5 separate regions of the Mus musculus genome follow, and all the other regions are linked to region 5. Evidence: chromatin contacts called from public ChIA-PET, Hi-C and HiChIP or PLAC-seq data. All regions are on one chromosome and are shown on one strand. The core of a region is the stretch at or near the end of the contact, and the rest is flanking DNA. Distances in the headings are between cores, read along the strand shown.

Region 1 (2,700 bases), core at 146-2,645, 240 kb after region 5:
ACCAGCACCATTTGTTGAAGAAGCTGCCCTTTTCCCAGGGTGTATTTCTGGCTTCTTTAGAACAAACAAACAAGCAAACAAACACAGCAACAACAAAAACCAGATGTCAGTAGGTGTGGATTAATGTCTTAGTCTTCAACTCCCCTAATCAATGTCTGTTTTTTTGCCATTACTATGCTCGACTTATTACTTCAGATCTGTAGTACAACTTGAAATCGGAGATGATGATGCCTCCTACAGTTCTTTCATTATTCAGGATTCTTTGAGCTGTTGTATTTGTTTTGTTTTCAGATGAAGCTGAAAGTTGTTCTTTCATGATCCATGAAAAATTGTGTTGGAATTTTGATGGGGATTGAACTGAATCTGCTTTTGTCGGGATGGCCATTTTTACTATATTAAACCTACTGAGCCCCGAGCATGGGAGATTCTTCCATCTTCTTCAATGTCTTGAGGTTTTTATCGTACAGGTCCATCGCTTGCTTGGCTAGAGTCACCTCAAGATATTTTGTATTATTTGATGCTATTGTGAGAGGTGTTGTTTCCCTGAGGTTTTTTCTCAGTCCGTTTGTCATTTGTATTTAGGGGGGCCACTGATTTGGGGGACTCAATTCTGAATCCAGCTCCTTTGCTGTTTATCAGATGTGGGAGTTTCCAGGTGGAATTGTTAGGGACACTTATGTATATTAATGATTCATGGGCAAATAAAGATTCTTCGGATGTCTTCCTTTCCAACTTGTATCATCTTAATCTCCTTCAGTTGTCTTAGTGTCTAGCTGAGACTTAGAGCACTATATTGAATAGGTGTGGGGAGAATGGACAACCTTCTTTTGTTCCTGATGTTAATGGAATTGCTTTGAGTTCCTCTCCATTTAAGCAGATGTTGGCTGTGAGCTCACTGCCAACAGTTTATTTTGTTTTGGTGTCTCTTGCATTCCTGATCTCTCCAAGACTTTAATCATGAAGGGGTTTTGGATTTGGTTGAATGTCTGCTCTGCATCTAATGAGATGATCATGTGGTTTCTGTCTTTCAACTTGTGGGTCACTGTGATGGCTAATATCCATATTTCAAAGTCGGGGAAAGTGAAGATCGGAGACACTAATAATATGTACAAGGACATGTAGCTTGTACAAATGTGGCCACAAGGCCAATTCTTTTTGAAACTGTGTACTTGACTTGGCTTCATAGACAACACGCACTCGTGAGAACATGTGCACGCATGCGTGAGTGTGAGTGTGTGTGTGTGTATGTGTGTGTGTGTGTGTGTGTGTGTATGTGTGTGTGTGTGAGACAGAGAGAAGTAGGAGGCCTTTGATGAGGTGATGAGCCAGGTACCACCTACAGGTCTAGGACTACCTATGAGTAAAGTCTGTACTTGGTTTTCTACCATCAGCAGCCTCCAGTTGAGCAAACCTTGATGGCTGGATACGGTTTCACTTTCAACCTCAGGCTGACAGAAATAGTCATGATTCACTCAAATTTCCTGTGAACAGCAATAACCTGGCTTCTCACACTCCAGGGAAGGCTGGCCTGTGATGTTCAGGTCTCGGTTTCTGATTCTTCTGGCCTGTTTGACATCACAGTCTGGATGGGCCATTGGTAAGGCAAATGGCATGTCATACATGAGCATGGAGTCACCATGACCAAAGCCAGAGTCACACCTGTGTACACACAAATTTTGAGTCAAGGACTCAGTGCTCAGTTTAGCCTCTGAGTGATAAAAAATGGGTCATCATCCAGGGTTCTGGTAAAAAAAAAAAAAATCTGGTTTTTCGAGACAGGGTTTCTCTGTATAGCCCTGGCTGTCCTGGAACTCACTTTGTAGACCAGGCTGGCCTTGAACTCAGAAATCCACCTGCCTCTGCCTCCCGAGTGCTGGGATTAAAGGTGTGCACTACCACACCCGCCCCCCCCCCAAAAAAAATTTAAAGATGTAGTAAAAACTGAGTCTTAAATTCTTATTCAGAATTTCTGCTCAATTACACATTAGGGCAAATTTTCCAAATTGACTAAACCTTAATATATAAGAACTCTCAAGAGCAAAGGTGCTGACATGTTGATACGGACCTGCAAGCTTAAGAAGCTGAGTTCAAATCCCTGAATTTAAGTAGAAGACAGACTGGTCTGTAACCCCATCTCTGGGGAGATGGTGGATCCCTGGAGTTTGCTGTCCAGACACTCTAACCACATGGGAAGTTCCAGGGTCAGTGAGAGACCTGTCACAAAAATAAGATGGCAAGCAACTGAAGATGATGCCTAATCTCAACCTCTGGCCTTCACAGAAACACACTTATCCCACCCACACCCACTCACACACCCACACCTCCCCCTCCCCCACACACCTTTACAAATCCTTTCATATCTTCAGCAGTGATAGCTTTTCCCAAACAGGTGACTCCGAGGGTATAATTTCAAGCTTGGAGTTTCATTTGCTTCTAAAGAACAGAGACTCATTCCAACCAGCACACACTAAAAAATGGGATCTGTTGAAAGAATTTGAGATTTTTCTCTCGGAATTCGAGGGGGGGGGGATGTCAGGGTGTGGACAGGTCAGAATGAGAAATTAGCATATGGGCTGGCACCAGCAGAAACCCCCTGCAGTCTTTGATTTTGTCATCTTTGCAGGTTGTCCCTGATTCTCCAGGACACTGACAGGCCAGCTGCCTAGTCCCAAGCTCCCAAGAGGTTTCCTTTGGAAGAGA
Region 2 (2,700 bases), core at 185-2,684, 140 kb before region 5:
TCTTCTCATTTGCTCTGCTGGAGTCATTCTGGCTTGGGAGTCACTCAGTACTGGCCTTTTGAAACTCACTGGATTGGCTCCTTCAGCTGTCTGGGGATCTTGGCTCCCTTACTGACATGACTGTTTACTAGCAACTCTTCAGCAGAGATAGAGTGATGTGTTTATAAGAAGAGAAAGAGAAAGGTTATATGTTCTATGGAGGTGTGGTGAGGTATTGGGGAAGGGGATGTCTCAGCGGGCCCATGCTGAGGCATCCCTTCCCCATGAGGGACCAGCCACAAGACGGTATAGTATAGAATAGAGTTATTAAGGACATGGGGAGAGGAGTTACGAGGGTAGTAGAGGCAGAGAAAGGCAGAGGGGGGAGGGGAGGGGAGGGGAGGGGAGAGGAGAGGAGAGGAGAGGAGAGGAGAGGAGAGGAGAGGAGAGGAGAGAAATAGAGGCCGGCCATGGGGGGGGGGGAGGGTGAGGGGACAGGAAGCAAAAAGGAAAGAGCCCAAGAAAGCAAGAGAACAAGAGTAAGAGAGAGACAGCGGAGGGGGCAAGCAGCCCCTTTTATAGTGGGTCAGACCTACCTGGCTGTAGCCAGGTAACTGGGACGGAGCTTAGACTGAGTGCTAACCTAGAGTAGCTGTGAAGAGATCCCTCCTGCCACCTCGGGGAGCCTTTGGAGTTTCTTCCCCTGGTCTCCATTTCCCTTTCTCTTGCATCACACCTGAGCTGACAGTCATCGGCGGGGCCGTGCACACAGGAGCAGCTTGCCCCTGTGTCTTTGTGCCGCGCTCACTTGCTTCCTAATTCGCAGAGCTTTTGCTTAGCTCAGAACTGAATTGAGAAGGATGCATTTCCCAAATATTTTAAATATAGCATGTTTTGTAAAGCATGGTTTTTCTGGTTGATGAATCTGCATGTGGGAGGGGGTTTTTGTGAGACGTGCAGCCTTGTGCCCAGCCCTCCTTGTGTGTGCCCAAAGTGAGACAATTTTGTTTCATATGACAAAAGACCCAGTCCTTAGTTCGGAAGTTAAAGTCAGCCTTCGGTTCAGAGTAGATTGACATCCTTTCTGGGTTTCAGGAAATTCACACCTTCTGGAGGCTGGAAGACAGCTCTGGTAACATTTAGCATAATATTTAACATTTCTTTTATAAGTCGAGATAAAAATGGAACCTGTGGAGGTAGCCGGGCCTAGCCAAGGTCATATAAAAATGACCAGTGCCTGCCCTTCTCAACCCAGGTTCTACTCGTCAGCTTGGACCTGGTTTCAGTCCTCTGTCCCACTTTGCATGCTTCCCAGTGACCCACTACCGACCTTCTAAGGAATGTGTCTCCATAGAGGGTGCTGGAAGCAGTACTTGGGATGGAAAAGACTAGGGAAAAAAATGGAGAGGGGGAGGAGCGAGCCAGCCTAGGGGAGGGGAAGGATACTAACAGGAGGTGGGGGGTGGGGTGGGAGTGGCCCTGCCGAGAGGCTCTGGAATGTGAATTTACAATACATAGGCACAACCTTCTTTTGAAAGGGAGGCCGGCGGCTCTAGAAGTAAGATAGGAACCGTCTTACTCTTAGCATTTTAGACTAACTTCCTCCACTCTCTTATCTTCTTAATTTCACAGTAAACAATGGGCTATTGACTAAGCGTTCAGAGCAGTGGGTGTTCTCGGAGGGAGGCCTGCCAGAACAACCGCCCCTCTGGGTTTTGCTCCATCTCCTAACCTGTGCTTTATGGGAAAGAGGAGACTGGGCAGTCTTGCTGTTTCTCATTTCCATGTTCTAAGGTGCACACAGCTGGGACAGAAGACCATAGGCTCATAAAGTGCATGTCTAAGCATTTCTATACATGTGTGCGTGAGTACATGTGTGTGCACTTACATATAAGTGTAAGCCCTTGTGTGTGTATGCATGTGCTCATGCATATGCATGTGCGTGCAGGCATGCATGTTGGCATATGTATAAGTGAGTATATACATGTGTGTGTTAGCACAGGGTGGAACAAGCCTGTCAGTTTTACTCTTTTTAGGGAAGAGATGTTTGAAATGAGAATATTAGCATCTGTTTTTGTTGTTGTTAAAAAGGGCAAGAAAATCGCTCCAGGGCTAGTCCCTAAACTCCATACCCAGGTAATAAAGAAACCAACCACACCACCCTGCAGTGCACTTTAAAGTCTATAGAGAGCTGCAGTATGACCCAGCAGACCCAGCAGGCACAGTGGTTGGAGCCGATGAGGATATGGTATTTGGACCACTTCCAAGAGAGATCTCACTCACTGCTCAGCCTTTTGCTACAGGTGGAGAATATCTTGCTGCGCTTTAACGGTTTGGGAAGGCAGTTGTAGAGTGTGTGGATCACACGGGGAACTCCTGTGGGGGGTCCCTAGTCTGTTTGGCACAGTGCCTGGCACACGCTGTAAAAAGCTGCTGACATCTTGTTCTTTTCTATACCATTTCTCAGTCTCCTATAGCATGGTACAGAGCAGAAACCACTGGCCCGATGCACAGGTGATCGAGGCTGGGAAGGGAGAAAGTACTTCAACTTCTACTTAGAATGTCTTCTCTCATAGTTTCAATTCGTAGTATATATTTTACGGCATTCACAATATTTTAATGCATGCAGATATAATTTATAAATATACATCTTTTAAAATATTTATTATTTTATTTTGTGCATTTTGATACTTTGCCTGCACGTATGTCTGTGTACCACGT
Region 3 (2,700 bases), core at 192-2,691, 150 kb after region 5:
TCTTTAATGGGCATGGAGAAACCATTAGAAACTGTAATCAGTCATATTTGATGACTTGACCTTGGGACTCAGCTAGAAAAGGGTCTAATCATGCCTGTCCCCTAAGTGCCACCAAGATTGCTCTGCTGAAATTAATTGATCATTACGTGCTTTCTGAGAGTCTAATATACCCTATTTGATGGAATATAAATTGCAAAAATAATCTGTAAATTATATAACAGGCTCCAGAATACATTTGCCCTCTGTCTCCTTAGCAGATATTAAATCTGACAGCTACTTTCAAAATGATCAAAATTGCTTAACTCTTGGAATGCTCGAGTTTTACAAAGAAGCGAAAACTACATTTTGGGGTATGTGCCCAGTATATAAATTGGAATTTTACACCATTTTCTTGAAGAGATGAAAAGAGATGGTATGGGAAGGTTCTCTAGTGGCTTTGAGTGTATCCTTTTATTCAATTGCTTCATAAGGTTCTCAGTTGCTATCAAAAATTTGGATGTTTGTCAGAGACGAGGAAGCTGGTTTGAAACCTGTCTGCTTCAGGGCTGAGTAGATGGGAGGATGTCATACCCCTCTAACAGGCCAGCCGCTTTGCTAGTATGCTAGCCTCTCGCCCGATCTAGTCACTCACAAAGTGCACTCTGCTGGTTATTGGCAAGTTCAAGGTTACCAGTCACCCTATCAGATGTCATAGCGATGACTATAACTACTGGATCTGTTTGCGTACACGCCTTTTGAATCCTTACATTATCATGTACACATTTCGCCACATTTGGCCAAAGTTGCTGAAAGTCTCTTTCTAGAACTCTTCTTTTCCTAGGGAGGGCAAGAAATTAAAAAAGAAGTTTCCTTTGGGGCTGACACTTATGTTGCAAATAAACCTTCCAGGATTTTTTCCACGAATGTTGAATGGGTAACAACTGAGAAGAACTAGACCATCTGTTCTTGCCTAATTGGCATCATAAGGGAAGACCACATTTCTGGAGCCTTGGAAGAAGAACGTGGGATGAAGTAGGCTCAGGATGGTGTTTTTCACGAGTCTGTTCCTTACATGCCAGAACAGAGGGTGGCTTTCCAGGAGAGACACTCTGGGTACTGGACCCTAGAAAGCTAAAATCTCGGGGGATGAATTAGGAATGACACTTATCTATAATGACTATAGTCATTATATTAGGGCTTTCACTTACACTACAAATCTAAATATTGGCTCTATCTCTCATCAGTTGTGAGCTTTTAAGTGGAGTTTTGCGTCTCTTATGATGGTTAATCTTTACTGTCAACTTTACTGGGTTTAAAGTCACCATGGAAACAGACTTCCAAATGTGTCACTAAGAACATTTCCAGATATGTTTAACTAAGGAAGGAAGACCCAACCTGAACATGGAGAGCACCAGTCCCCAGATTCAGAGTTAGTGAAAGATGGATCATGAGTGAAGTGTGACATGCCTCTGTCTTTGCTTCCGGAATATGCAGGCAGTGTGGTCTGACACCTTACGCTTCTGTGGTCATACCTTCTCTGAAAACCATGAACCCAAGGAAACACTACTTTCTTGGGTTGCTTTTGCCAAGTGTTTTATTCCAGCAATAAGAAAAGTAACAAATACGCTTCTCAAAACTCTCAGTTCTCCCAACTGTAAAATGGAGACAATAATGAGGATTACAAGGAGAAATGCACATAGCGTACACAGTAGAGTGCTAAACATGCGTACTTTCTTTGCTAGCTTCTTTTCGCTGTGACAAAAATACAACAGCCAGGGAACTCACGAACCAGGCAAGATGCATATGCTTATAGTCCCAGCTCAGAGGAGTGAAGTCAGCTTGAGCTACATATGGAGAACTTGTCACAAACCAAACGACCAACCAACAAACCAAATACAATGTAAGGAGGGGGGACTTCAGAAGTTTTTGGTGCCTCATAGCTACCAAAAGTGTGGCTTAATAGATTAGCTCACCTTGGGGCAGCCAAGAAGCAGAGAAACAGATAGGGAAGGGAGGGAGGAAAGGGAGGGAGATAGTTCTTCCTGGTGAACTTTTTCCCTTTGATTGCATCTGGGCCCTGTGCATAAGAGACGGGTACCATCAACATTCAGGGGTTAGTCTTTCTGGAAATGCCCTCATAGAGATACCCAGATATGTGATTTATTGGTCTTGTAGGTGCTTCTCAAACTCATCAAGGTCTCAATGAAGATAAGCCATGACACTAGCTAAGCTTTTATTCCAGTGATGCAACTTTGGTACCCGTCTTTTCTGAGTTGTACTTTGCACAAGCTGGGAAGGATATTTTTTTTTTCTGGCTTGCAAAAGGTTTTATATGAAGAGTCTTACAAAGATACTGAAATAAAACTGGATTTTGTTCTTCACAAGTATTCTAATGACTGAGTCTCTAGGAGTAGAATTGGGTAAAGTATAAAGAAGTATAAGAGTGGTTCAGGGTGTGGTCTGGCAGAGCCACAAACCAGCTCTGTAGGGTTGAGAGCAAGAATTCCTCCCTTCTGTGGCTCAATCCATGTGTACAATAACAGGGTCGACCAGATGCCTAACTAAGGTAGTTTAGGGCACTGAGAGTGCTGACCTTGTCTGTAAGACTAATTTACTGTTCCACCATCATGATGCAATAATCCATAGGCAGAGGGTGGTATGGGAAGGCATCCTGGGAAGTTGATTGATGCATGTCAGTGAATTCAGGTTAAACCTGCTGTT
Region 4 (2,700 bases), core at 65-2,564, 210 kb before region 5:
GCTCTGTGGGGGTCATCTGTTGGTTTGTCAAATGACTCTTACTATTCCCTTCCTTTCACAGAACCTCTGGAGGGTAGCCTGGGTCCTCCTTCCTTCCTATTTCCTTTTCTGCTGTCTGTACCATGAGCTGTCCTAATGTGGAACATGAATGGTAGATGCCTAAGAGATGCCTAAAACCTCACATCTTCCCTGTAATGTTTTTGGGGTGTCAGTCAACAAAGTTTTATTGAGCTCATGTGTGTAGAACACCTGTTAGAGGCTTTGAGGTTAGAAACTTAAGTTTAATCTTGTGTTTAAGGAACTTGGAGTCTGGTCTATAGGGGCATAGAGCAGAGTGCTCAGGAGCAGAACAGGTTGAGCATCGGGGTACACCAGGTTTGTGTCTACCTTTCTGGCAGAACTGGCTTGTGTCAGGCTCCCTTAGCATGTGCTTGCAGTGTTCAGCCATCCAGAAGCATCAGGAATGTGTCTGCGGCTCCCCTGAGCCCAGAAAGCCAGCAGGGAGGGCAGTGTGGTTGGTACAGAGAGATGGTTGCCTTGGCCCTTCTCTAGTGGTATCGTACAGACACAGGCTTTGAATAAGTGTGTAGCACTGGTTGTCTGTTTCCTCACAGAATGCTTGCTGGGAGAGAATGCTGAGAGTATAAAATCCCAGAGCTCCATCAGTTGCAGGCAGCTCCCAGCAGAGTATTGTGGACATAGCACCTCAAGCCTGCTCCTCTTTAGTGTCCCACTGGCTGCATGAAAAACAGGAATTTATGTAACAAGCTCTGCACAGCAAACGTTTTCCTGTTGTGGGGGTGGGTGGGTAATTGTTGGCAAAGTTAGTATACAGCTCTGTTACACAGAGTGACCTGAAATGTCCTCAGAAAAATATGTAGTGCGATATTTTGATAAGTTAAGGATTGCTATGTCCAAAAAAAAAAAAAACCAAAAACAAAAACCCAACCAACAATAAGCAGAAGTCGTCCAAGCATTTAGTGGATACTAACCCTGAAGTTAGTGAACTATTTTTAAACTTTTTAGGAGTCTTCGTTATTATGTCTTCTTTGGTCCTGCTGAAAACGCCCCCCACCCCAGCCCTGGCGTCTGGCAGAACTGCCTCAGGCTTATAGAGCTGTACCCCCCCCTGTTAGTCAGGCAGTCAGGAAGCTGATCTCTGGAAGGATCGCCTCCTATACTCTCTGTATTATTAACTAAATGTGACAGGACCGGAGCAAGCTCCCTCTCTTGTAGAGGCCTATCAGAGCTTATCTGTGTGGCTATTGTGTTTAAAGAACAAATTGTCATGGAAGATACGGTGCCCAGACTCCCAGCATGTAGGTGGCTTTGGAGAATGCAGTTACAGGGCTGGCTGCTTTCCAGGCCTTGCCCAGGCAGGCTGCTGCTTTTTAAGGAGGAATTGGGGATTTTGATCACTGGTTTTGGTGGACACAGTAGCCAGAGCTGTAGCTCTGGTGGGGGTAGGATGACAGGGAGGTGGGGACAAGGAATGTTTTTGAGAATACATGGAATTGAGATACAACGTGAAAGAAATGTATTCCTTAGCCTTTTGGGAGATGTTTGGAGTTCACGACCTCATAACACACCTAGAGCTGAGATAGATCGTAAGTGAAAGAACAGAATGAAGCCTCAGGAGAGACTACCACTGCCACATACCCACATACCTGCCTGGCATCCAACCAGAAAGCTCCTGTTGGGCCATGTCTGATCCGCCCTCACTCTGCACCCTGGCAGCAGGACTTAACACATAGCTGTTGTGTTGCAATCCTTGGGTGGAATGTAGTGCAGAATGCATTTTGAAATAAGGGTTTCTAAGCTCTCTTAGGTCTGTGTCTGACTTTTGTCTCTTTTTACTAAGTGAGATTACCATTACACTCACTTTGTTTTCCATCTCTTGTTGAGAAAAGGCACTAATGTGCTCAGGGTCACAGAGAAGTCTGGCCCTGTATATTGTTCTGATCTGGTAGAACGGTTGGCACTTTAAGCACCTTCAGTCGCCGTCAACAACATGAGGATGTGGGCACTGTGGCTGCCTCCTTGGGTGACCACAAATCTAGTTAGAGCCTTTTGTGGTCCAACAGGGGTCACAGAGTATTTGGGCAACTAAGCCTTGTACTAGGTTGGCAGAGAAGGCCAAAAATTTGAGAAGCCAGGTGCATAGCTCTGCATAGCTCTGCTCTGAGGATTGTGAGACATCCAGAATTCTGTCCCTGGACTGGGCATTAGGCCCCTTCAGAGCTGCCAGGTGAATATGTAGCAACTGTGCTGGGGCAGGAAGCCTAAGTGTTCTTCACATTCCCAGATTTGTACCACAGGATCCCCCAAACGTCAGAAGTCATGCTGGGGGTTCCTTGCCTTCCTCTTGTATTCTCCTGTGGGTTTGCAGTTTGCACACATTTGCGGTGGCTTTGTTGTAGTATCCTATCAGCACATCCACTGAGTAGGAGCAGAAGGGCCTCACCTCACTTAGGGGAGCTTGCTTCAGCCCGGCCCCCCTCTAGTTACCACTCTGGACGGCATACTCTCTACAGTGTCCTAAAGTTAGTGCTTTGCTTAGAGCAGAGATGTTCTCACATTTGAATATTGCATTTTGTGGCAAGTTAACTTTCTCAAGAAAATAGCTTTTCTTTATATTCATTTTTATTTGCCTGATACAAAGACTCTGGTGTAAACAAGTTTAAGTCCTAACTTTCGGGG
Region 5 (2,700 bases), core at 111-2,610:
CTGCAGTGGACAGACATGGTTGAGTTGAAAGCAGGGCTTTAGGATGCATGTGGTATCTCTTGATGCTAACTGCTCAGTTTTTGACTTATGTCATTGAAGAGCATCCTGAGACTAGGTTAAATAAATTATGCTGCCATTCCCATCCCTCCATCCATTCATCCCTCCCTCCATCCCTCAATCTCTCCCTCCAGGTATCCCTCCCTCCCTCAATCCATTCCTTTTCTACATGCCCAATATTTATTGAATATCTTCATTGACTGGGATTAGGACTGATTATACTAATTAGTGGGAGTTTAAGCTTCAAATCTCAAGGATACAGAGAAAAGAAACATTGCAATAGCAAGAGAGGTGTGGAAATGTACCCAGATCTGATAGTAAGCAAAGGGACCCCCACTTCCTGGAAGTGATGTCTACATGAAGATCTGAAGATGAGCAGAGGGAAAAGGAGAAGGATTCAGTTCACTAGAGGAGGGGATAATGGCAGTGCAGTTGCTCAACGTAAGAGTCAGATCAGAAAGGCTGCGTTACTTGGAGACATGAAGCAGAAGGCAGTATGGCTGAGTCTGAGGGAGCCATGTCCTAGATGTGAGGGTGGGCTAATGGTAGACAGTATATGATGGGCTGTTACTGGTTGGGAGGTAAAGATTTGGCAATCACTGGAATAGCACATTTACTCAATGGGCAGATCTGCAGGGATCCTCAAAACTGGTTAAGGAAAGCCAGCAGTGAGCCAGAAGATATAGCAATGAAGCTGCCAAAGGAATGTAAAGATCCAAGAGCAAGGGCATCACTGCCAGTGGAAATGGGGCTGAAAAACAAAAGCATAATGGAAAAAGTGCCTACTCAGCAACTTTGGCAAGGTCATTGACCTCCCTGAAATCAGAGGCTTCCTGGTAGTCCAAGTGTAGGAGAGGCATGATAGTAAGATAGACCTTGACCTAGAACTGAAGACGTTTTGTATGGGAGCCCATTTGAAGATGGAAGCAAAGACAGCCTATTTAAATTTGGTAAACTGGGGGGCCAAGGCATTCCATTATGGGTGGGTTGGTTAGGGTTCTAATGAGAGTGATGGAATGTGTGGCCCACTCAGATGTGATGTGGTGGCAGCGGTTGCCCTTTAGACTAGACTGTGAGAGTAGAATCCTGCCTCTTCCACTTTCTGGCTGTGACCTTCAGCAAGTATTGAACCTCCTCTCTAAGCCTTGGTGTCTTCCTCTGCAGGACATTTCCCCTACACGACATACCCCTGTCCATCTTTGTTTTCTTGATTATATTCACCACATGGAAAGCCTACTGCATAGACCAGCAGCAGGGCACATCTACAGGAAACCCAGCTCGTCTGGGGTGTGACTCAGGAAACCACAGCTATGTGTCTCCGGGAAAGCCCAGCCTCCCTTTCTCTGAAGGCAGAGCTGTGGTTTGGGGACAGTCAGCTGAGCTGCAGGAACATTGCACTCAACGTCTGAGATTCTTCAGTTGTGAGCACCACTACGGTATCTGATGTGCTGTGAAGAGTGTGGAGGAAGAGCCAGGCAGTGGTGCCGCATGCCTTTAATCCCAGCACTTGGGAGGCAGAGGCAGGCAAGGCCAGCCTGGACTACAGAGTGAGCTCCAGGATAGCCAGGGCTACAAACCCTCTTTTAAACCCTGCTCCCCAAAAAAGAGTGTGGAGGGAAGAAAAGCAATTCCTCACTTTCCAAAGCAGATACCATCTTCTTTCCTTTGCTACCTACCTCTCTCCAGTGGGCGTGGCTGTGTTCCAGTGCACTTTTTCCTCATTAGAATTTGTTAAGCTAAATTTGGACCAAGGTGAGCCTTGAAGCAGGGATCTGAGTCATAACTGAAATGGGAATCTAGCTGAAAACTTCATGTAAAACTAATCACTAGCTGAACCTCGACCACGTACAAAATGGCAACTCTGTCAGTTGCAGGTGGCTTACTCTTCAAACTTTGTTCCAATATGGCAAATGTCAGGCTATAACTGGCCACAGTGAGGGCAGACAGGTAATAAACCTATTGAACAAATAAGAGAGTTAAACCTCTGTAGAAAACATTTTTTTCTCAATAGATTTGTATAAAATTCAACTTCATAGAATAATGTATCTTTCAGTATACTTTTAAGCCAATAGCTATACATGAGAAATGTATGTTTTTGATTGAAAATCTCAATACAATATTTAAACAAAAAGACAGAAATAATCTTGAATTACATTTATATACAATAATATGATGTTTGAGTTGGGCAGAATTCTGAAAAGAAAGTTCCACTCGCACATGGACTGTGTGCCCTGCTTGGTGTTAGGCTAAGAGAAGAGCCACACACAACAGACGTGTCCTTGTGGGAGATTAGGAAGCCATGCTGGAGGCATCTTACATTCTAACATCACAGATATTATTTATATACAAATATGCAGGCCACTCATTGTAATGTTCCTTTTTAGAAGGTTGACCAGAAGGATTGGATTGATGTTGAACTACATTCTAACTTTTTCCCAGACTCAAAGCAATCAGGCTCTTGTTTATGGAGATTTTTATGCAGATGGATTGCTTTTAACATCTGTCCCTGATGGTAAGAATGCCAGAAGGTGAGAAGAGCTACAGAACTCTGGACTGTCCTTGAATGTCACGCTCACAGAGCCTGAAGAGACTCTGGTCTCCACCTCTTTATCCCAAGGATGGCACATTCCTTTTGTAGGGGAG

The links. A called contact is a pair of places that touch in the nucleus more often than the background predicts. ChIA-PET counts read pairs in DNA pulled down with a chosen protein or histone mark. HiChIP or PLAC-seq counts read pairs in DNA pulled down with a chosen protein or histone mark.
Region 1: a Hi-C map of Th1 cells shows a contact between it and region 5, with 2.5 times the contacts expected there. The contact joins two enhancer-like sites. A contact is called at or near these places in 1 of 15 datasets of contacts at CTCF or cohesin (large pre-B cells), 2 of 484 Hi-C or Micro-C datasets (Th1 cells and myocytes) and 1 of 115 datasets of contacts at active chromatin or transcription factors (memory CD8 T cells).
Region 2: a contact with region 5 is called in a FOXA1 HiChIP or PLAC-seq map of pancreatic cancer cells. The contact joins two enhancer-like sites. A contact is called at or near these places in 6 of 484 Hi-C or Micro-C datasets (B cells, the HL-1 cell line, T follicular helper cells and 2 more) and 4 of 115 datasets of contacts at active chromatin or transcription factors (effector CD8 T cells, epiblast stem cells, large pre-B cells and 1 more).
Region 3: a contact with region 5 is called in an RNA polymerase II ChIA-PET map of effector CD8 T cells, with 64 read pairs. The contact joins two enhancer-like sites. A contact is called at or near these places in 2 of 484 Hi-C or Micro-C datasets (CD8 T cells and memory CD8 T cells) and 4 of 115 datasets of contacts at active chromatin or transcription factors (CD8 T cells, effector CD8 T cells, memory CD8 T cells and 1 more).
Region 4: a contact with region 5 is called in an RNA polymerase II ChIA-PET map of effector CD8 T cells, with 22 read pairs. The contact joins two enhancer-like sites. A contact is called at or near these places in 1 of 15 datasets of contacts at CTCF or cohesin (large pre-B cells), 3 of 115 datasets of contacts at active chromatin or transcription factors (effector CD8 T cells, memory CD8 T cells and pancreatic cancer cells) and 1 of 9 other capture datasets (embryonic stem cells).

Annotation. Positions count from the first base shown.
Region 1 is chr3:52,789,711-52,792,410 of GRCm38.p6, forward strand. It overlaps Gm30292 (predicted gene, 30292), which reads right to left. Exons shown (of 5, transcript NR_166453.1): 3 at 2,341-2,433; 4 at 2,066-2,214; 5 at 1-1,659. Among named protein-coding and RNA genes, the nearest start is that of Gm30292, 6.7 kb to the right of the region's middle. Within about 2 kb of position 1,396, at least 15 of the 459 cell types and tissues checked have an H3K27ac peak or open chromatin away from gene starts, as enhancers often do. A contact at or near this core is called in Th1 cells and memory CD8 T cells, where this site is marked.
Region 2 is chr3:52,411,962-52,414,661 of GRCm38.p6, forward strand. No RefSeq gene overlaps it. Among named protein-coding and RNA genes, the nearest start is that of Gm38537, 54 kb to the right of the region's middle. Within about 2 kb of position 1,435, at least 52 of the 459 cell types and tissues checked have an H3K27ac peak or open chromatin away from gene starts, as enhancers often do. A contact at or near this core is called in pancreatic cancer cells and pro-B cells, where this site is marked.
Region 3 is chr3:52,702,185-52,704,884 of GRCm38.p6, forward strand. All of the region lies in intron 3 of Gm30235 (a long non-coding RNA gene), which reads left to right. Among named protein-coding and RNA genes, the nearest start is that of Gm22798, 19 kb to the right of the region's middle. Within about 2 kb of position 1,442, at least 14 of the 459 cell types and tissues checked have an H3K27ac peak or open chromatin away from gene starts, as enhancers often do. A contact at or near this core is called in CD8 T cells and effector CD8 T cells, where this site is marked.
Region 4 is chr3:52,341,692-52,344,391 of GRCm38.p6, forward strand. All of the region lies in intron 1 of Foxo1 (forkhead box O1), which reads left to right. Among named protein-coding and RNA genes, the nearest start is that of Foxo1, 75 kb to the left of the region's middle. Within about 2 kb of position 1,315, at least 78 of the 459 cell types and tissues checked have an H3K27ac peak or open chromatin away from gene starts, as enhancers often do. A contact at or near this core is called in effector CD8 T cells and memory CD8 T cells, where this site is marked.
Region 5 is chr3:52,553,856-52,556,555 of GRCm38.p6, forward strand. No RefSeq gene overlaps it. Among named protein-coding and RNA genes, the nearest start is that of Gm40047, 25 kb to the right of the region's middle. Within about 2 kb of position 1,361, at least 115 of the 459 cell types and tissues checked have an H3K27ac peak or open chromatin away from gene starts, as enhancers often do. A contact at or near this core is called in CD8 T cells, Th1 cells, effector CD8 T cells and 3 more, where this site is marked.